4 separate regions of the Mus musculus genome follow, and regions 2, 3 and 4 are each linked to region 1. Evidence: chromatin contacts called from public Hi-C data. All regions are on one chromosome and are shown on one strand. The core of a region is the stretch at or near the end of the contact, and the rest is flanking DNA. Distances in the headings are between cores, read along the strand shown. Region 1 overlaps Dlg2 (discs large MAGUK scaffold protein 2). Region 2 overlaps Dlg2 (discs large MAGUK scaffold protein 2). Region 3 overlaps Dlg2 (discs large MAGUK scaffold protein 2). Region 4 overlaps Dlg2 (discs large MAGUK scaffold protein 2).

Region 1 (5,513 bases), core at 1,230-3,729:
GTTTGGGTCTGGGAGAGAAAGGAAAAGAAAGAAATTAAAAATGGATCTTTAGATTCTGACTGGAGATAAAAATGCCTTTTTTTGTTTCTGGAATGGATACACCACTGGATAAAGTCACTGAAACTCACTGAATTATATACTTGAAATAGATGTTTTAATTTCAAATATGCTTTGTAAAACTTTAACAAAAGCATTTTAGAGAAAAATTTAAAGCTTGACAAATGCAGAGACATAATCACCTTTTCTAGTGATAGATCACAAAACTCTGTGTTCTCAATTTTACATTCTAGGATACTTCACACATTTCGGCCGCTAGGAGGCGCTGCTGCCCATCTGCACAGAGTTCTCTGTGATGGGGCATGAGAGAGCATGGGCACGATTCAGCTGCTGACCAGGCTTTGTCCCATCCCTTGCATTGGGACTATTGATGGTTTACAGTAGTTAGAGGTGAAGCTTTTTAGCCAAGTCAATTATTAAGAAAGAAGCAAATGATAAAACTGATACGAAGAGTCGATTTAAAGGGACAGGCGTGAACTATCCCAAAAGAGTGTTTTCCAGTATGCTTTACTAGCTACTGAGTCTAAAATATTTTTTTAAGGTAAACCCATCAAATTCCAAGCTAGGCCTTCCATCACAGCACGGATATGCAAAATTTAAATCACTTCAGACAGTCTTTGAGCCTCTACCCTTCAAATAAGCTTTTAGTTTTAACTTGGATATTGAAATTATATTAATTAGCGTAGAGGGTGAAAGGAGCAGGTCTGGGTAAAATAGAGGTGGAATTATTCACATAATCAGTCTTTCATCACAAATATTTACTATATACCTAATGTGTGTTATATATATTCCCTAGAATATAGGAATAAAACTGATGAAAAATAAGTAACAAGCAAAAATCCTATTTTCATTGACTTGTATTATAGCTGCAAGTAACAGAGTAAAAACAAAATAATTATGAAAATATCTACTTCCTGCTTATAACACTATGTCAAATCAGTGACCATTCTAGGCCACAGGAAACTACTAAGAGGCCATGGGGAGGGGATTACAAAGGAGGGGAACAGAACTGCTGTAAAGGGTTAACAGGAAACAAAGGTCCAGTTATTAGTTAAAGTGGGATGGGGGAAGTGGAAGGCAGGGTAGAGGAGGGTGTGTGGGGAAGGATAAATAGGATTAAGAACATTTCAAAAAAGATGTATAGAAAGGTACTACTGTAGAAATTTTCTAACACACACATAATGCACACAGAGAGAGAGAGACAGAGACAAACAGAGACAGAGAGACAGACAGAGACATAGAGAGGGAGGGAGAGAGCGAGTGGGAGAAGGAGGGAGAGAGAGGGAGGGAGAGAGAGAGAGAAGATGTGATGGAATTACTCTATTTCAGGGCAACAATGTCCTTACTAGACAGCACAGGCTAACGAATAAACAGTCTAGTGCTGTGAATGGGTGACTTTTTTGAGAGTTCTTGGCCAGTGATTCCTCTAGACCATAAACAGTAAGCCTATTGTTGTTGCTTTTGGTTATGGCCAAACTTGATGGTAAGATAGCACATACTTAGATCATAAGACATGGAACAGTCAACCGGTTAGCTTTTATGGTGCTGGAACATGCTATGCATATTAATGGAAGGGAAGTACACCTCAGTCATAGCCAGCCACAGTGAAGCTTATTGCCTACAGTAATGGCTGGCCTGGAAAAACACACCCACTAGAGTAATAGTGAGAGTGATCAACCACTTTCTGCTTGACTTCCTTCTCTACAAGCTAAAACCCACACCTGACACTGTTAGCAAGGTCAAGAATTTATGGCTAGATTGGTAATAGGACCTAGAGGAAAAAAAACCTCCTAGTATTATTATGCTAAATAGACATAGCATTAGACCAATCCCATCATTATACCCATTATCTGAAAGGCTATTTGTAATAGATAATGATTAACACAGAGACACACAAATGGTTGAAGTACAGAGTCCAAGAGACTGCTGAACGTCCAGCTCTGAAGGGTATGCATATTCTATGCATACATATGCACATAATCTCCTCCCAGGATTTATAGAGCAGAAGGAGTGTAAGAACCAGAGGAAACCATGTCTCCTGGACACACCAGGGCAGTTGCACACATGCACTTACAGCAGTTGCAGCAGCATGCAGAAAAACAGTGCAAACACAAGCCAGGCCACAACCCAGCACAGAGAGAGGAGGTGGCCATGCAACCCACCTCTTGCTGTAGAGTCACAAAATGAGGGACACAAAATGAGGTGGGTAGGTGGGAAAGGTGGGTATGGAAAATGTTAGAGGGGAGGTGTAAATATGATTAGAACATGTTGTAGTAAACTCTCAAAGAATTAATAAAAAATTTAAAATTCAGTAACAGTTATTCTCTTCTCATTTGTTGAAGTTCAAAGGCTGCTTCTAACCGCTCTGAATTCTCTCTATACAAAGGACCTTTAAGACTGCCAACTGTTGAACACTGAGTGACTACTCACAGACAGTACAGATAAGGAAAAACAAAACAAAAAATGTTTAGCAGGCTGAGGTGTGGCTTGGTTGGTAGAGTGCTTGATTAGAAGGCAAGAAGCCTTGGATTGGATCCCTAGCACTTCATAAACCAGGCTGATATTCACCCACCTTTAATCCCAGTTCTGGGGAAGGAAGACAGGAGGATCAGAAGTTCAAGGATTAAAACTGAAATCAAGTTTAGGTAAAATAAAACACTGCCTAGGCTTTTTGCATCAAAATAATAAAGGTTTAGGGGCTGGGGAGATGGCTCAGGGGTTAAGAGAGCTGTCTACTCTTTCAAGAGGTCCTGTGTTCAAATCCCAGCAACCACATGGTGGCTCACAGCCATCTGAAATGGGTACTGATGCCCTCTTCTGGTGTGTCTGAAGACAGCGACTGTGTACTCATATACATAAAACGAATAAGTAAATCTTAAAAAAAGTCTGTACTAAAACATGGGATTTTAGGTTGAGTGACAATATTAAATGACCTCTATAAGCATTTTATATGTAGACAGATATATGAACATACGTATAGATACTGAATATTTAAATATAAAAATGTCTCCTTTAAATTCTAAATTTCTGTAGCTCTAAGAAGTCTATAAATGATTGATTTCCTCATGCTAAAAGTGCTTATGGGAAACTTTGTGCTTTAAATAGCAAATTATGATTTTGTTTTACACAGACCATAAGACAGAAAATCATAAAGATGATTTTGCCATTTATCACAAGTCTACTGATGAGAGAAGTTTTTAAAACAACTTTTAGGAGCTTCTATTAACATTGCTCAAGTACATGGTATTTGACAGTATTGCTTTCTTTTCTCAGTTTTTCTTATGACCACTTTTTATTAAATGCTTCTTAAAAGTTCATATCATATGCAAAGTATTCCCCTCAATAATCTATTTAAAGTTTTATGTGATTTAAGTTTTTCTCCAATTACTTTTATACAACCCACCTACTTCTATCTTAGCTACATAAATCTTGTCTTTGTCAGATATTAACACCTTCCAGATATTTCTAGACCAATAAAATGTTTCTCTCAGCTTTGCTATTTCCTCAAGGAATACTTATTCTGTTTTATATCCTCATATATCCAGAAAAATATGACTATGGCATAATATGGTTACCGTTGTCGACATTTCTTTTTTGACAATCTTACCAAACTCTGTAAATACACAAAAGAACCTTTCTGTTTTGAGAGGTGATGATTAAACAGCAACCATAACCAGTTGCCAGATGGTTGAATGTATACACTAAGTAGGATATATTTTATACAGGATAGATGAGGGTATTTTCAAGCTGAATCATTTGATAAAGTAGTACCAAAGATAATAATTTTTGAATAGATGACTGACTCTCACTGCCAACTCTGGGCCGTGGAAATTGGGCACCAAGGGCAAATCTGTCACACCTGAGAGTTTATGGGTAAATTAGCTGGAGTCACATTCACCACCTCACTTCCATAGCAGGAGCCATCTCAAATACTCTGCATCATTTGCATCTCCCAGGTTTGAAAGCTCAGTCATGTTGAACTTCCTCTTTCTCTGTCAGTTTCCAAGAATTACTGGTTCTTCTTTTAGAATACGTTCATTTTGGTGTCTATATCATGATGACCCTGTTACTGCTAATGCAGAATAGAAGACCTGAATGTACCCACCAGGACTCTTCCACTACATTGCTGAGTGACCTTGCCTCAGTGTCCACACCCATAAGGTAGTAGTGAGAGGTCTCACATGGCTGCTTGTTTTTGGAAAGAGGGGATTGGGGAAAAGAGGGGACACGGTCGGATGAGCATGAAGCAGGTTGGATGTATAAGGAGATTGGAATTTTCTGTCCTGCAGGCTAGAAGAGATGAGTTTGGGAGAAGACACTGAAGAGATCCTTAAACCACCAAATAAGGAGTGAAACAGGCATTCTGCAAAGCCCCCATGTCCTTCACATCCATGAGATGTGTTCTTGATGCTGTGCTCCACTGCCAATCAGGATACTACACATATACCTTACATTCTATCACAGTACTTTCTACTTGCCAAAGCATAGCTGTATTTCACCACTTTTAATGGAAACTATCTCTTCATAGGAAATGCCACCAGCTTCCTATTCCTCAGAGTCCAAGCCACAGCTCCTTGACTATAAAGGATGCTTAATACCAGGAATTGATTTAATTTTATGAGCATGGGCAATTCATTTGTCCTTTAATGAGTTTCCTTAGCAGTAAACAAGAGCTTTGCATGTGAACTTCAAGCACTCTCAGTAATGCTGTGTAGTAAACTTTCTAATTAAAAATATAAAATAACTTTCTAATCATTAAAATATGAACACTAATATAAAATTGATTTTGAAATGAGTAGGAAAAAAAACCTCACTGCATTCATTTTATATAGAAAGTCTTTGGAGGCAGAGATGCATGAATAATTTTTCTGATGTACTACCTTCTGGTTTCTGCCTCTACTTCCTGTCTGGATGGGAATTTCATTGAGGGCAATTCATAACTGTTCTGTGCATACTGTTCATTGATGCTCAGCCTTAAAAGACCAAACAAAACAAAAAAAATGAAAAAAGAACAAGCAAAACAAGCAAGCAGGTTTCTGGTAAAAGCCATATCCATCTTATGGACATTCTGAGCATTTTATTTTTGCAGCCAGACTGAGCACATTGTATTCTTAGCACCACCTCTAATGAATCCAGACAAACAAGCAACAACACCATTGTCTTAGTCAGGGTTTCTATTCCTGCACAAACATCATGACCAAGAAGCAAGTTGGGGAGGAAAGGGTTTATTCGGCTTACACTTCCATACTGCTGTTGATCACCAAAGGATGCAGGACTGGAACTCAAGCAGGTCAGGAAGCAGGAGCTGATGCAGAGGCCACGGAGGGATGTTCTTTACCGGCTTGCTTCACCTGGCTTGCTCAGCCTGCTCTCTTATAAAACCCAAGACTACCAGCCCAGAGATGGTCCCACCCACAAGAGGCCTTTCCCCCTTGATCACTAATTGAGAAAATGCC
Region 2 (5,513 bases), core at 2,064-4,563, 480 kb after region 1:
ATTAATGGAACAGGTAATTTTCTTTTTTGTTTTTGGTTGGTTGTTTTTTTTTTTTTTGAATTTTTGTTTTTTTAGTTTGTTTGTTTTATTTATTTTTTTTGTTTGTTTTGTTTTTTGTTTTTGAGACAGGGTTTCTTTGTATAGCTCTGACTGTCCTAGAACTCACTCTGAAGACCAGGCTGGCCTCGAACTCAGAAATCTGCCTGCCTCTGTCTCCCAAATGCTGGGATTAAAGGCATGTGCCACCACTGCTCAGCTCATGGAACAGGTAATTTTAGACACAGTTAGTTATTGTTTTATCTGAAGCATGGCAGTTGACTTATGAAAATCACAAACTTTGATTTTTGGAAACTTCATGACTTTGGGAGTTCTAATACAAAATAGGACAAGATGAGAAGCAATGCTTATCTTATATAGACAAGAGTACATTAGGAGATTCTGGAAAATGGTGAAAGCTGTGTGCAGTGTAAGAGAACCAAAGATATAGATTACAATGCTTTGAGTTCAAATTCCAGCATTGATAGTTACTACTGTTCCTGTGACCTTGAGCTAGCCAAGGTATTCTCAAGGAAATTTTAGAAAGAACATGTCATATAGGGTATGAAGATCAAATTGAATTTCACAGAGAGCAGTGTGATGATGGCAAGAACACAGAGAGCAGTTATTGATAATATTACTATCATGGTAATCATTGTGACAGACATTACATGATGCTGGTGAACTGCACTAGTATTTAACTGAGACCAAATGATAGACTAAACAACCAGAAATGATAGTAAACTATGTGTTTAGGATAGCATTTAGACTTTTATATTCCTAATTAACTCTCAATTAACTGAGCCTTGAGAAACACAATGTCCAGATCAAACCTGGGTGACAAAGTAGGATGGAAGGACTGTAGTCAATGTAGATTGGCTTGTTAGATGGGGAAGGAGACAACCTTTATAAAGAATAGTAAATTGATGACTACTTCCATAATATAGACTTATCCCTCAAATGCTGCAGTTTGTGCTATTATTTATCAACCTCCATCTTAAAGTATGTTACTGAATTCTTAGCTGAAAATGCTAATTCATACTTACTTGTTTAAATAAGTAATTTGATCTGATTATACCATATAAACCACTGCCACTCACCAGGTTTTGTCTGAGTGGCTACATTTTTCTAGGTAGCCAACCTTTTGGTTTATTCTAGGAACTCCTCAAGCACAAACTCTAAGAGATGTCAGCGCCTAGTATTCAAAATTAGCTCCTCCCAGCCATTTTTTGGCAAGCTCAGGGTATTAGAACGAATCTGTTTTGTTTCATTTAGGTCCTTATGACTCTGACAGCCTAGTGGACTTTAGTTTATGTGAGTTCCTGATGTGAGTGCATCTTACACTCCGAGTAAGACAATAAATAAATAAATAAATAAATAAATAAATAAATAAATAAATAAAATGAAGATCCTTCAGGCTGGAGTTCTTGCCTATTCTAGGCACTATCGAGCCCAGAAGTGAAGAGGATATCCTGAGTCCTGTTGCTACTTCCTGCACATGCTGAAAACGCAGAGGCTGAGCCCAAGTCACTTGGTTAGATTAACAGCCTTTCAAGTCCTTCACACACAGCTGCCATACACAGGTCTGAATCTGAATTAAATAGCACTAGAAGAGTCAACTTTTCTTTTCATACTAATTTGCCAGAAGGCATTGTCCCCCAGTGTCTTTCAGAGTCCTGTCATCCATATAGCCTACAATTTTTATGGAAAGAAACACCTTTTTCCTTAAAAAAAAATGTGCTCTAATAGAAGGTCTTTTTACTTCCTCAAAGTAGCTTTCCTTAAAAATAACTTGAAGCAAGACTCCAAAATCAATGTAGTGGAACACAGTAAGTTTGCAGTTTGTGACATATAAAATGCAGAAGGAACCTATGTTACCCTAAACCTTCCCACCCACTCCTTCATCAAAAGGGTCAATGAAGAACAAGCTGGCTATCATGTGGTAGTTTTTGGATCTAGGTACTGCTAAAGGCAACAGCCCTTAAGTGAAAATAACCACAATATATTTTCTTATCACAATGCAATTCTATCTTGGTTTATCACGGCATTCTTGTATTTTATCAACATCCCTACTCTGACAGAACAGATCGAGCGCAGTAGCAATATCATCCTTGTAGTTGGGAAGAATAACAGTACCAAGGACCCTGGGAGCTATCCTGGGTCAGCCTCAGGAATGTGTGAAAGGTTGAAAGAATCTGGGCTAAAAATAACATCCTCAGAGAAATATAGACAATGTGGGATTCAACAAGATTCTGTTAGGGTTAAAGGAAGTTTCCCCAGCACCTACCAAATCCTTTTTGCTTTCCCAATTTCCAAAACATGACAGGTTTGGGCCAGTGCCTCAAAAAACATTGGAAAAAAAATCAAAGATGTAAATTAATATCTTCTGTTATGTTCAGGTTTTTAGTGTACCTTGGGACTTACAGACTATCTTAATTTCTTAGAGAAACAAAACTAAGGAGGTCAGTCTGTGCAGAAATTCTCTGGAAACTCATCGTATGGAATACAAGGGACAAAAAGCCATTCTCTAAACAGAGACCAGTAGCCCATTGAATATAGAATTCCTGCCCATTGTAAACACTTTTGTAATGAAGATTCTGTTTGTTGTTCACTGGAAACAATATCAAGCACTCCTGTGAGGTGTGGTAAGTGTCACCATTAAGTCTCTCAGGACGCAGAGACACGTGTGCTAGAGAAAGACACAGGTATTTATAATGCTCCCATAGACCCAAAGATCACAGTAATAAAAATAATGCAGTCCAGCAACAAGTTTACTAGTGAGCTCCCCCAATAAGCACAGACTGCAGCTGCTCCCCTGCTTCCACCCTATGCAATGCCAGGGAATACTTGTCTCTGTGGAGACCCTCTCTATCAACCACTGATATCAGCTAACAGCTCGAATAGCCAAGATCCCCATCAACCGGAATGCTTTTCTCCCTCCAGAACTAGCCTCTAAGAGTTGCCCCTTCCTAAGTGGCATGGACCATATTTCTATTGAGAGGCAGGTTCTTACAACCGGCGAATAAAGGCTGCGTCTATATTCAGACCAAGAGCCCAGAGCAGGCACTTGGCACATCCATAAAGCGATCTTCCTCCCCACTCATTCCATACCTTCTCTGATTTCGCCTTCCTGGCATTGTGCACGAACCTGCGACCCAGCTTCTTGGCATACCAGATCGAGGCAAACATAGCGATGCCAGCGGAGGTTCACAATGAAAGCCTCTGCACAATCAACTTCCCACGGAGGCTGAGCCGAGCAGATTCCGGCTGGAGCTGTCACTTGCGGGCTGTTGCTTTCTCTGATCCTCTCATGCTGGTTAGCCGGGAGAGGGTGGGAGGAGGGAGGGGTTGGGGGGAAAGGCAGTCCTGTTTGGCCGGTCTGCAGGTATATTTACATCCTGCCAGCAGGAGGTTCGGGAAAGGCGGTGCAACCTTCAGAGCCGGCTCACACACATCCAGTTGGCTAAGTGTCGGGCTGCGGTTCTTCGGCTCCAAACTCCATGTGTGTGAGAAGGAAGAGAAGCCGCAGTTGACTCCACAGAGGCAGTACACCTCTGGCTCTCACTCCAATTGCACGCCTCGCTTGGCCGTTTGGCTTCCTTCTGTCTTGACAGTTACACGCGCTGGCGGCAGTGGCCACTTAGAGACATTCACACACAGTCTCAGGGGTATAATAAACAATGCCAGCGTGGCTGGGCACTAGGGAGAAACAGAGCATCGTGGCTCTGACCATAGAAGAACAAACAGGTGTCCCTGGAGCCCAAATCCCTACCAGGTCGTCCAAGATGACTACCTGAGATGGCTGGGTAAAAAGCCTTATTTTTCCCCCATTTTAAATGCACTTGATCCAAGGAAAGTTACATCTCTGTCCACAGCTTGCAGTAGAGGGAGTTTACTTCTTAGGAACCTGAACCCGGACAAAAGACACAGTTAAGAGGATGAAGTGTCATGTCAAATGCCTCAGTGAAGGTCTTGAGTTTCCAAGTCCTTGGTTTTACGTTTTCAGTATGAGAACTGGAGTATAGAAAGTAACTTAAAGCTACCTTGAAACTAGACCCAGCTGCTCCTTGCAGTGACATTCTCTTTTAAAGGGACACTTGCCATTGTGATTACCACCTGGGGAAAGGTAAAGAACAGCTCTTCAACCATATTTGCTTGAAGAAATTTCTTATTTGATTCTCACAGAAGGGTTTTCCAGCGTCAATGATCTTATTAGAGTTTAACCTCTCATGCCAGGCACTTTTAGGGTAAAGTCAATATTAAGAGACAAATGTTTCCTCCAGTGAAAGATAATGCTTAAGCCCTTTGCCAGCTGTACTAAAGGATAACACATAGGCACATAAACTTCTTTCCATCTAGCAAGTCCTTCCAAGCTGACCTGGCAGAAGGACACTATGAACACAAATGAATCAAATATGGTAAGCACGGCTACAGACTACCCAAAGAGAATTAATTCCCTTTGCTCAGCAAACCAGCTGTGATGGTTGGTATACGCTTGGCCCAGAGAGTGGCACTATTTGGAGGTGTGGCCTTGTTGGAGTAGGTGTGGTCCTGTTGGAGTAGGTGTGTCACTGTAGGTGTGGGCTTTAAGACCCTCATCCTTGCTGCCTGGAAGCCAGTATTCTGATAGCAGTCTTCAGATGAAAATGTAGAACTCTCAGCTCCTCCTGTGCCATGCCTGCCTCGATGTTGCCATGTTTCTGCCTTGATGATAATGGACTGAACCTCTGAACATGTAAGCCAACCCCAATTAAATGTTGTCCTTGTAAGAGTTGCCCTGGTCATGGTATCTGTTCACAGCAGTAAAACCCTAAGTAAAACCACTGTCAGCAGTAGGTCTGTGTGAGGTGGCTGAGCTCGTCTATCAAAAGCGTTCCATCTGCTGTCAACTGAGAAAGTATAATTGTTAAGTGTTGGACACCTTGGAGGCAATTGGAGGTGGAACAAGCCAGTATGGGTTGTCATTAGCAACCCAAGGGACAGTGTGCCTACAATATTCTCAGTACAGTTAGTGAAGAAATAAACACATGATCCCGTTTCTGGCCTTTGATTTTGTTTCTAACTCTTGTTCTCTCTGGATCCTATCTGGGTAGATGGTTTTTAAGGCTATGTTCTGTGCTATGGGTCTAATTGTGGGTCTTTATATGAGAGTTTAATGGAACTCTCTCTTGCTGTGGTAAAATGATTCAGTATTCAAAAAAGCCAACTATGGGCCCTACAGGGTAGCCTGGCTCCTTCAAGTTTCTTTGGCAAGCCTAACTGCCACCCAGGGTTTGGTTTTGCCAATAGCTATTTCTTTTGCTCTGCGCTCTCACTTCCTACAGTTTTTTTCTTTTATTTCCTTTGGACACTCTTAGGCACCCCCATGTAATGTTCTCCACACTATACCCTGTACTCCTTGGAGAAGAAACACTGCAGAACATCAAGAAATAAATGCACGATGGTGCCTCCTTAGGTTTCAAAGGGCTTCTCCACAG
Region 3 (5,513 bases), core at 772-3,271, 430 kb after region 1:
AAACATAGCTCATTTTCACACTCTACTTGCTTAGTGATCCACTCTGATATACTTTTCTGTCTGCTATGGTCTAATGCTGCATCAGGAGTGCATTTGTGAGAAGCAAGCTTGCTGGTAAACATATATTCAGTTCATCCAATTCAGGCAAAAAATCACATCAGCGATAGCCCTGCATAGCAATTAGTATAACTATAATTTAATGCGTATACCATCAATACTAAGAAACTACACACTGTATCAGGCATACTAAAATAAGTCCTTAAAACCTGCAAATCCCAAAGCATCAACCATATCAAAAATACATCTTTTACATTTGAAATTTACTTAGAGTGGGAATATTTAAAGGAAAGGCAGTAACAAAAAATACTTTCCACTCTTCATTTCTCTATTTTTGTTAAGTTTGCATAACAGAAAGACAATGAATAGGAGGGGAATTTTCTGGAGGTAATTGGTGCAAAAAGGGTAGCTATTTCTTTTTAATTTATAGGGAAGTTACATGCTAAATGACACATTTACTTAAAATGTGAATGTATGTGAATATTATAGATTGGATTGAGTCACCTGTTCCTGGAATGCAATGGTTTAGAATAACCTGTCCTCTGCAGAAGATAACAAAGGCAAGGAAACCTCTCCAAAGACAAGCATGTAGTAATATAGGAAAATAAAGGTAGGGAAAAAAATGAGACTATGCAATTAGGAGAAGAAATATGAAGAAACTTCACCATTGCTTTTAAAGAAACTTTTTGAATAGACATCATAAATATTCTTTTAAAAATATTTTTATTCTTTGAGATTAAAATGTAGTTACACCATATCCCCTTTCTTTTCCTCCTTCTAACCCCCTACTCACATACTATTCCTTGGTCTCTCTCAAATTCATGGCCTCTTATTTTATTAATTGTTGTTATATGCATATATATGTATATATATATATATATATGTATATATATATATTCCATAAATAAATAAGTACAACGTGCTTAGTATAATGCTATTACATCACAAGAATCCATACTTCTTATATGTTTCTATGCTATCTAGAAATTCCAGATGATACCTTTAGACTCTCAGTGAGTCCATCTTTCCCCCACATATATTTAGTTGGCTACATTTTCCTGCTTCTGTCAAAGAATGAAGTTTAGTGGGCCTGACAAGATGGTTCAGTGAATAAACCATTTCCTATGCAAACTTGACACCCTGTAACCCATGGTGGAAGGAAAGAATCACATAAGGAAAGATATCCTTTGACCTCCATATGTGCTATAGAAAGCAACCACAAAACACACTAATAATTTTAAATTGAAGAAAAAACTTGTACTTCAACTTCCAGATTTCCTAAATACACTCATCTGTTACTTCTCACAGGCTTTATAAAGGAACACCTAATCTGCATTATTGTTTTCCTGCAAAGGCTTAGCCCCAGGACCATCTCCACCAGCTAATGTGACTGGGAATGGGATTCAAAAGAACCTTCTAACACTTGCTGAGCATGCCACATTCCGTGGCCATAGAACATGAAGACAAAAATCAACTTGGACCTGGGTTGGACACATCCTCCTGGGTGGCTTCCCCTCATAGCGTCCTGCCAGAAGGAATTCTTCAGAGTGCTGAGGGAGAGCTCGTAACAGGTTTACTTGGCTATAAAGCCTGAGTATAACAATATTGGCTGGCCAGGGAAATGAGCCCAGTGGAGAAGAACTGGCAAGTTCATTAGGAGGATAACAAAGTGCTTTCAGATTCTAGTTGAGGTTAGCTCCACAGGAGGGAATTTTTGTCTAGAATTGCAAACATAGTCAAAGCCTGATGTGGGAAGATCATATCTTAGCACAAAAGCTTCTGTTATTGTTTTGCTAAATGGACATGATATCTCTGTCAAATTATTTTCTAAATAGCTGTTTATGCCCACAGAGTAGCAGTGTGTGGAGGAATTTTATTCCAGAAACTGACAAGGGATCACATCCAAAGACCTCAGTCGGTCTGTGTGATTTGGCTGGAATACAGGTTTGCCACACATCCTTTAATCCCTCTGGCTGGAATACACAATTTTAATCCCTCTGCCTGGAAGGACTACAGACACACCCTTAGTACACATGTTTAATTGCAAACAATGAAGGTAAAATTAGTTTATAGAAGGAAGCAGCCATGTGTGAAAGTGACATCTAATTGAGGAGCACACAAAATTACAAATCAGAACATGATTTGACAAAATGGTCAGAGATAGGATACCCCCAACTCTCAGGACAACAGCACAGGAAAGAAAAGCTATTTAAGAGCAGGATAGTACAGGGAGAATGAGTCAGTGGTGAGTCAGCGCAGTGAGTGCACTGGAGTTGAGTTTCTGAGTTCATGCAGTTTAGTGCAGGTCAGCAGAGGCAGTTGAATCCAGCGAATAAGGAGCCAGAAGATTCGAACAAATTGCCATAGTTAGTTTATGGCTCAGCAGAGAAATTCAGTGAGAAGCTGAGAAAAGCCAGCTGAATCATCCAGCTTAGAGAGGACTTCGAGGCTTGGGGACTATCACAAAAGAAGATTCAGAAATAACTTAATAATTATAAGAAGGGATGAAGAATGGGGTGAGAAGTTGACTTCTGTACCGAGCATGGCTGCCAATCTATTGCACTCAGAGCAAAGAGACACAATGACCAAGGCAACCCATAGAAAGGAGAACATTTCATCGGGGCTGAATTACAGTTTCATAGGTTCAGTCCACTATCATTATGGCAGAAAGCATGGCAGTGTCCAGGTACCTCCAGGCATACATAGTGCTGGAGAAGGAGCTGAGAGTTCTGCATCTTGATCAGAAAGCAGCCAGCAGAAGACTGCCATCCAGGCAGCTAGGAGGAGGTTCTAAAAGCTAGGAGGAGGGTCTATGGGATATAGAAAATCCCATGCTAAATTTCAGTTGGGCTTCTGAGGGGAAACAATTTGAGAGAAATAATCAGCTTTAAGTTTTTGTTTGCCTCCATTAAGGACTTTCAGAATACAAATGAACTGCAGTGTCACTGGTAAATCATGAGAAAGTAAACAGGTTAGTATGTAAGCTAGCACCATGCTTGTCACTGTGAAAAGACAAAATAAGTGTCATTAACTTGCTGTTCTATATAAAGGACAGCATAGTTTCATGTCTTCACCCATTTCAGGTTTTTCATTAATAGCTCATTAAATATCTCTAAGATCATCCCAGGTCAACAAAATTTTTGTGTTTGTATGTCACTTTCCCATATGAATGCAGTCTAGTTTACAAACGTCTCTATTTATGAGTGCCAGTGTTATTTCTAATTGTTTATCCTTCCAGTTAGCCCTAATGTGTTATTGTCTACTGAATGCATGTGTCTGCCCACATTCACAACTTTATGTGTATTTAGGATAGGAATATTTGACTGGTAGCAGGTAAGATGGGTATTGTATCAATATATATGAATCCAGAGCAGCTCTACAGATCTCTAGCATAATTTCAACCTGCCAGAGCACCATGCAAATTATATGTTCCAGATGGCAGAACTACAAGATGAAGAACTCCTAACCCTACTATATCTGACAGTGGAGAAAGATATTGTCACTATGCTATTCTCACGAGAGTCTGTGGTTATCACAGAATCACCTCTTAATTCATGACTAATACAAACCTACTTATTTCACATATATATGAATATTTTTGAATTAATTTTCTGTAATAGAATTAAACTTAATCATTAGCTTGTATTTCATATATTCTACAACACAGAAGCATATCCCATTTTGTAATGTATCCCAGTGCCTCAGTCCTAGGTTGTTCTTCCAGCCCAACTGGCCTCCTTTGGTGCCTTCCTGTTTCCCATCTAACATTGTCTAATGGTGAGCTCTTCACTGCTGTGTATGTTATTGACAGATTAATTGGTTCATTTTCTATTCTGAAAGTGCATACAGATTTCTGAGACTCCTACCAACTATCTGAAATGTGTATATGTAATGTGTATACATGCATATAGATTATTTCTAGGACTTTTTTTTAATGTAGCATTTATCAGGTCCACAGTAACTCAGAGGGTGCCTGCTCAGGGCAGAATTCAACATGGTGCTTGATAAATGGTGGTAGCCATCACATTTTGCAGTCATTTCCTACAATAAAAGTGTGCCTTGTATATAGATGGCAGTTAGGAACAAAATGATGATTAGTTTTTGGAGAAAACTAATGATTTACTAGTTTTGTTACCATGGTATTTCTTATTTTTTCTTCCCACACAATGTTTTATTAATGATTACTCTTTCTTAGAATATTGATTAATTAGGAAAGATGAATGAAAATTACATAGACGAGAAGCCCATATAATTATCAGTTAAAAGCAAAAAAGCATAACTTTATTACCAGATAGATTATGCAGTGACATCCAAGGATGATTAAACCACTTAAGGGAAATTTAAAAAGTGTATATATGACATCAAATATTCATACCAAGCATCTATACAAAAATGCCACTGCTAAATTACAGCAATGTTGGAGTGGCTATTTTTAGGCCTTTTGAACCAAAATACCTAAAGAGATGATTATTTGCATGTCTTTGCCTCATGAATTCAAAGTGAGCCCATATATAAACCAAGGTGTTTAAAGGATCATTCAGGAGTTGAATTTGATTTCCTTGCAAAAGCCTGCTGTATTTCTATAATGCAACAAACATGAAGATGAATGTTATTTCTCTTGACAAGGCTAGATGCTTCTCAACTCTAAAGACAAGTATCAAATAGTTTTGGTTATTTTCACATTGATTTAACTGATTTTAAATTAAGGAGATGTGTGAAATTGTTCTGGAGGAAACATCCGTTGTCTGGGAAACTTTGAAAGATAAAATGGAAACAAGGAACAGTCATGTTCAAATTGCAAAAGCTTTGAATTTAAATCAATCTTAAATTATTGCCAATTTTATTTCATGAGAAAGAATACTTATTGGGGATCAAAAAGAGTATTAAAAACACACATGATAAATGCAAAACAAGAAAGTTCAAAGATGGATTTCTATTTATTAAATATGTACAAAATAATTGGGATTCACCATTTTGTCATTGACTTGGGACAAGTTTTTTGTAGAGGCTCAAGTGAGGAACAACAATATGGGTACAAGCAAGACCAGAAAAATTCCCTCCTTCATAGTCAGTAGTGTTTTCACATTTATACAAGTTTGACAAATATCTGAAAAGAATCCAAACCTTAAAATTTCACTTAAATTCTTCAGGTTTTTACTTACATAAGAATAATGAGTTCATTAAATATCATTTGTTTTTCCTTTCATGGAGAAATGTCAAAAATAGTAGAAGTCTTTTCAGTGTACTTAAATGTTTATTACTTTTTCTAATAAATTTTAGTATATTGTCACATATGAAAATAAGACATGCCAGTCATATTTACCCTCTGTTACTTTTTCTTGTTTCCCTCCCATCCTACTGATGTCCTTCCATTCTCAACTAGACCCCTTCTCCTTTCTAATTTCATCACTTTTTGACACACTAAGCATTGTTAGTATTGTTTCAAAGTGTGAATG
Region 4 (5,513 bases), core at 1,110-3,609, 340 kb after region 1:
ATGTTTATGAATAGAGTACATAGTGGATTAAATATATAGCAAATTTCTATGGCTAAATTAATTAGGGAGACATTAGAAGAAACTGCTTTTCAAGCAGGTCAGTGTGGGCGTATCTTATCTTCTCCATCACTCTAAGACTTTGGACTATATTATAGCAACATCATGGAATGATTGACGTATTTTGAACTATAAAATGAGCATTCTGTAGAGGAACAAGTAACTGAATACTTCCAAATGTTTTTAGGGTAGATGTGTTTCATTCTGAATTGGTTGGAGATCAGTTTAAGGCCATTGGACTAGTCCACAGCAAGATCACTGCAAGAAAATTCAGCAATAGATTTTCTATTCCATCTTTGCATTTCCTTAAATTCAGTGTAAGAAATGGCAGAGAACATTCAACACAGCTTACTGTGAAATCAATGCAGAAGGCTCACAGGTCCTGTGATGTAAGGAAACTTCATGTAATGAGATCCAACAGGAGGAGGGTAAAGGAAGCCCAGCCGCTGCTGAGATGGAGAGATGATTATGTGGACAGTCTAGTCCTCATCAGAAACAATCACACCTAATTTAAAAGACATTGTTGAAAAGACTAGCAAGATCTCACCAATCATGCTAGTTGTTCTACTGGAAAGGAAGAAAACAGGAAAAGATGACACAGGCATCTTATCTAATGCCATTTCTCCTTCTCAACCTGTATCATAGTCACCACCAGAAGGAAGAGCTGCATGTCAACATGTCAACCACCCCTGTAGCAGATTGAGGTGGCAAACTTGAGGGTATACAACATTTCCCACGACTCATCTACTCGTGCATGCCTTTAACTTGGAAGGAGGTACATTTTATAGGATACAAATAGAAACAATTAGAAATAAATTAGAAACAAATAGAAACAATTGCTGCCGTCACAGCTTCAAGTTTCACTCTGCATTCTGGATGAGGTTTATCCTGCTGAATAAGCACTCAGCTTTTAATATATCAAGGAGTGTAGGTTTACATCTTACAATTATTATGCAGAATTAATAATTATCTAGTTTTTTATATCTTGTCCATCATAGAAACTACATGAATTTAGGAACACAAGATCACCCTTTTCAATGTGGCAATAAAGGACTAAGGACACACAGAATATTATGGATATTACCTGTTGTGTTTCGAGGACAATGGATTGTCCTTTGGGTAGAACATCAGTAGTTGCTACACTGAACACTAGTCCAAGTTTAGATTACCTATGCTTAAATCAGCTTCATTTATCTTACAGATTTCAGAGAAACTAAAATACTGCTTGTATTTCATAATTTGTCATATTTACTCCTGTTAAAAGATCATGATTTATAAAGAAAAATATATACCCCCTCTCTTAAAAAATGCAGCACAGAACTTCAAGGAAAGCTTTAACTACTTTGAGCAGTATTTTGTTTCTACTTCCTCCTTGGAGCCACTATATTTACAGAAATCTATTAATGGATTTCTGAATGGTGTGATGGTTCAAATAAGTTTAAAATATAATCATTTTATATTTGTCATGTATGCGAAAAATAAAGATAACATCAATACATGTGAGCCTATAAAACTTGTATAGAACAGGGGATGGAGAAATGAATCTGCAGTTAAGTGTGTCTCCCTTTTTAATGTGGTAATAAAGGATTAAGAACACACTCGATATTATGGATCTTCCAGAGTTTTCCAGAAGACCTGAGGCTCACACTGCCTCTGGCTCTAGAGAATCTGATGGTTTCTGGTTTCTATGGCCACCTACACTCACATGAACTACACCTGTTCACAGATAAATACCTTCCTCCCACCCCATAATCTTCATAAGCATCAAAATAAAATTTAGAAAGATTAATTCTTTGGTATGAAAACCTGTGGCCCAAACACAAGTCTAGTCCTTGCTTTGGTATAAATTTCAGCAACTTATTTTGCTTCTATAAGTCAATATCTTCATCTACAACTGGAGATAAGATGACCAACCTTACCAATATAGAGTTCAACATAAATTAAGATAATTATACATGAAAAAATGCTTGACTAAGCATAGATATTAAATAATTATGAGTCAGTAACATAAAGCACCCATCACCATCAAATTCCCAGGCTATAAATTATCAAGATATATGGGATACCTATTTTTCTTCATTATTCATCCATTACTAATTTTTCCCAGATTCTTTTTTAAGGGGTTTTCCTATAGTCTCCTCTCTTTTTTATTTTGCTCATGGTTTAGAGAATCACCATGAATCATTGCAATAGGATATAGTGAAACATGAGTCATGTTTTCATCTGGTCTAACTCCCCCATTTTATGGTTGACTGCAGAAACTATGATTCTGCAACATGCCTAGGGTGATTCAAAGGCTACGATGACCCATCTATGAGAGTCCAGGTCTCTTAATTTCCAGTCTGTATCTTTCCACTGACCTATTCTACTCATTCTCCTCTGAACCATAAATCTGACCATGACTCCAAATTGCAAGACTCAGGTTACTTAACACAGCCTGCCAGGATGTGATTTCTGCTGACCTTGGAATTAAACATACAGTTTATGAACCGATCAGAAACAAAGAGCTGTTTAGAAAATCATTTATTTATCCTGTCAAGGCCACTGACATACTGCAGTTTTCTTTGATACAGTTGTGATAGGATAATGAACACTCTGCCTGCAGGCATCTCATGATGAGAGGACACTTTCAAACCTTCCAATTTCTAAATCCATTCTATCCCTTGCTTCAGAATTGCTACAACAGAACTATATGTTCCTCCTGACTGAAGCTGGTTCCTGAATATATGACTTGACCATTACTGTCTTGAAATTAACTCAAAGGTTAAAGGTAAAAGAGATTTTATTTGAATCTTTTTGAATGTCATAAAGAATATAACCAATATCAACCCCTAAAAGATAAGACTGAATAATACCACAGGCCTACAGCACTCTTCTTGAATCTTAACCATTAAATTGCATTTCAATTACTCTCCTGAAAACTCAACATCACTATGTTCATTAAATTATGGAGTGTCTTTCCATAAAGGTGGTTTGTTAACTTAATCTTAATGAAATATCCTCATGAGCTCTGAAGACTACATGTCTTAAGCTTACCTAACTCTCCAACTTCCATCCCTTCACATCTATAATTTCTTTTCTTCACATTGGCTTTCTTGCATTACAAAAATATATCACATGTATATAACCCTAGGGCATCTTGTAACCCTTTTCTTCTCTTATTTATGATATCAGCTAAGGCTCTTCACAGGGCTTCTTCCTTTACACTTTCATTCTCAGTTGTCAACTGAATTGTTTCCTCCCTATTAATTCCTCCTGCCTCACTTTAACATCTATTTAAAGAAGCACTTTCTAACCTAATCACCACACCATATTGTCTTACTGGATTTTTAGTAATGCTTCTCTATCTAAAGAAATATTATTTGTTGATTGTTTCCCACTATTTACCTATTGTACACATTGTCAACAATAGGGATAGGGATCTCATGTAATTCATAAATCCATAAATATGTATGTTAGTGACTGAACAAATTAACACTGGTAATTTTGAACATGTGCATTTCTATTCATGTGACACCAAAATACACGATTTTTACATAGAGTGAATATATACACACAAATGTATACACACATATTTATATAATGCATGTCTCTCTCTATGTATATATGTGTATATATATATGTGTGTGTGTGTGTGTGAAATAGATATTGTCACATAAATAGAAATATCCATACTCAAATATATGTGTGTGTGTGTCAATTTTTTGATTTTTGTATTCTCTTAAATGATCAGACTGATTATTTGGGCTTTCAGGGGACACACTGCATTTTAGGGAGTAATCACCATATAAGACGTTATTCTCTATCCTGCCTTGCCTAAAATAGCACCAATCCCTCTCTACCAAGTTTTGAAAATATAGGATTTTCCACAATTTACAAATTGTCATCTTCTAGCTTAGCTCTAAGAGCCAAGGAATAAACACTTGGTGATCTTACAAAGTTTGTAGTGTGAAGGATGAAGCAAGCAGTAAGTAATCACAGTGATAACTGAAAAGCAGGCATCTGGACAACATTTGCTGGAATCACAGAGAAAAGAAAGCCTCAGAAAAGACCCATGAGAGATGATCCTTCAATGCTGAATGTGATTAAATCAAGCAGAGAGACAGAGAGTGTTATTAAGGACAGAGGAAGGAATTACCAGGAGAGTACATAGTGGCTTCTGGGATCAGAGAACAGTGGGTGATTGGTCAGGATCTAAGCACAATGGAGTGGCTGGAGAGAGGTCTGAACTCATGCTTAATACAAACTGAAAGAAAGTTTCATTGTGCTTCTAAGTAATACACACACACACACACACACACACACACACACACACACACACACACACACAGTTTGTAAGAAAATGTTTGCCAATCTGTTTTCCATGATTTTAATTATCATTAAAAAACAGGTCATCATTGCACATAAAGGAAATATCTCAGGAATTTGACTCATCTCTTTTAGAGATGAAGGACTCGCGGGGGGGCGGGGGGGAATCCTTTAATAAGAAAGAAACAAGCACTTGCTGTTCTCACTCCGCCATGGATTCTTGACATTTCCAGACATGCTTGCTTTGTCCACACATTAGCTCGTACTTAAAAGGAAGTGCCACTTTAAATAATTTGTTTTTAAACCACTAAGTAATATGAGTAGAGCTGAATGTTAAATTAGGGAAAACTTCTCAGTGATAAATGGGGTAACGACAACATTCACAATGGGTCCAAGGTAACCAAACACTGCTAGCAATTGTGAATAGACTCGGAGTAGAAATGCAAAAATGCAAATGTTTGAGATGCTCTGAAATTTAATTCCGTGTTAACTAATAGTGATTAATTCTTGTGGGTTCTGGGAGTAGGAAGGTCTAGAGCTGAGGGTGAATCCTGATTTCAGCCCTGGCAGCTCAAGATGACTGTAGGAGAGGTTTGCCTGCAGGCTAGATGGGAAAGGAAACCTGTGAGGATCATCTGGAAGCCCAAGGTGAGAGAGCTGTTGTCATGCCAGCTATTATACTGCCATTCTACCAAATTTACTGGGAAATAATAAGTGTAAGTTTACTAGGAGCTCCCAAGCACAGGGGTGCTTTCACAAACTGAAGAGAATCTTTAGATCTATGCTCATTTCTCAACCTACATTACACCTTCTGCTTACTTTTAAGCTTCCTGTCCTAGAAGCCAAAATTTCTCTCCAAACTAAAGATTTATTGGTCCTTGCTTCCTTCCTTCCTTCCTTCCTTCCTTCCTTCCTTCCTTCCTTCCTTCCTTCCTTCCTTCCTCCCTCCCTCCCTCCCTCCCTCCCTCCCTTCCTTCCTTCCTTCCTTCCTTCCTTCCTTCCTTCCTTTCTCTGATTCTCTGTCTCTCTACCTCTGACTCTCTGAGTGTCTCTCTCCTGTCTCTCTGTCTCTGTTTGTCTCTTGTCTGTCTGTCTCTCTCTCTCACACACGCACACACACACACACACACACACACACACACAGAGAG

Evidence for each region. Hi-C and Micro-C count contacts between places; a contact is called where the count stands out from the background.
Region 2: a Hi-C map of the N1E-115 cell line shows a contact between it and region 1, with 4 times the contacts expected there. The contact joins two enhancer-like sites. A contact is called at or near these places in 2 of 484 Hi-C or Micro-C datasets (the N1E-115 cell line and embryonic fibroblasts) and 3 of 115 datasets of contacts at active chromatin or transcription factors (VIP interneurons, forebrain and stem cell-derived neural progenitor cells).
Region 3: a Hi-C map of the N1E-115 cell line shows a contact between it and region 1, with 5 times the contacts expected there. The contact joins two enhancer-like sites. A contact is called at or near these places in 1 of 39 promoter capture datasets (the 3T3-L1 cell line), 2 of 15 datasets of contacts at CTCF or cohesin (the NIH/3T3 cell line and pro-B cells), 22 of 484 Hi-C or Micro-C datasets (the 3T3-L1 cell line, the AML12 cell line, the C2C12 cell line and 15 more) and 1 of 115 datasets of contacts at active chromatin or transcription factors (astrocytes).
Region 4: a contact with region 1 is called in a Hi-C map of the N1E-115 cell line, with 5 times the contacts expected there. The contact joins two enhancer-like sites. A contact is called at or near these places in 2 of 15 datasets of contacts at CTCF or cohesin (the NIH/3T3 cell line and pro-B cells) and 6 of 484 Hi-C or Micro-C datasets (the 3T3-L1 cell line, 3T3-L1-derived adipocytes, the N1E-115 cell line and 2 more).

What each region holds. Positions count from the first base shown.
Region 1 is chr7:92,022,082-92,027,594 of GRCm38.p6, reverse strand. All of the region lies in intron 10 of Dlg2 (discs large MAGUK scaffold protein 2), which reads right to left. Among named protein-coding and RNA genes, the nearest start is that of Gm32353, 68 kb to the right of the region's middle. Within about 2 kb of position 2,479, at least 10 of the 459 cell types and tissues checked have an H3K27ac peak or open chromatin away from gene starts, as enhancers often do. A contact at or near this core is called in the N1E-115 cell line, where this site is marked.
Region 2 is chr7:91,540,826-91,546,338 of GRCm38.p6, reverse strand. All of the region lies in intron 2 of Dlg2 (discs large MAGUK scaffold protein 2), which reads right to left. Among named protein-coding and RNA genes, the nearest start is that of Gm24552, 300 kb to the right of the region's middle. Within about 2 kb of position 3,313, at least 41 of the 459 cell types and tissues checked have an H3K27ac peak or open chromatin away from gene starts, as enhancers often do. A contact at or near this core is called in the N1E-115 cell line, where this site is marked.
Region 3 is chr7:91,588,284-91,593,796 of GRCm38.p6, reverse strand. The region is part of intron 2 of Dlg2 (discs large MAGUK scaffold protein 2); the gene reads right to left. Among named protein-coding and RNA genes, the nearest start is that of Gm24552, 350 kb to the right of the region's middle. Within about 2 kb of position 2,021, at least 43 of the 459 cell types and tissues checked have an H3K27ac peak or open chromatin away from gene starts, as enhancers often do. A contact at or near this core is called in the N1E-115 cell line, where this site is marked.
Region 4 is chr7:91,686,872-91,692,384 of GRCm38.p6, reverse strand. All of the region lies in intron 2 of Dlg2 (discs large MAGUK scaffold protein 2), which reads right to left. Among named protein-coding and RNA genes, the nearest start is that of Gm32353, 270 kb to the left of the region's middle. Within about 2 kb of position 2,359, at least 11 of the 459 cell types and tissues checked have an H3K27ac peak or open chromatin away from gene starts, as enhancers often do. A contact at or near this core is called in the N1E-115 cell line, where this site is marked.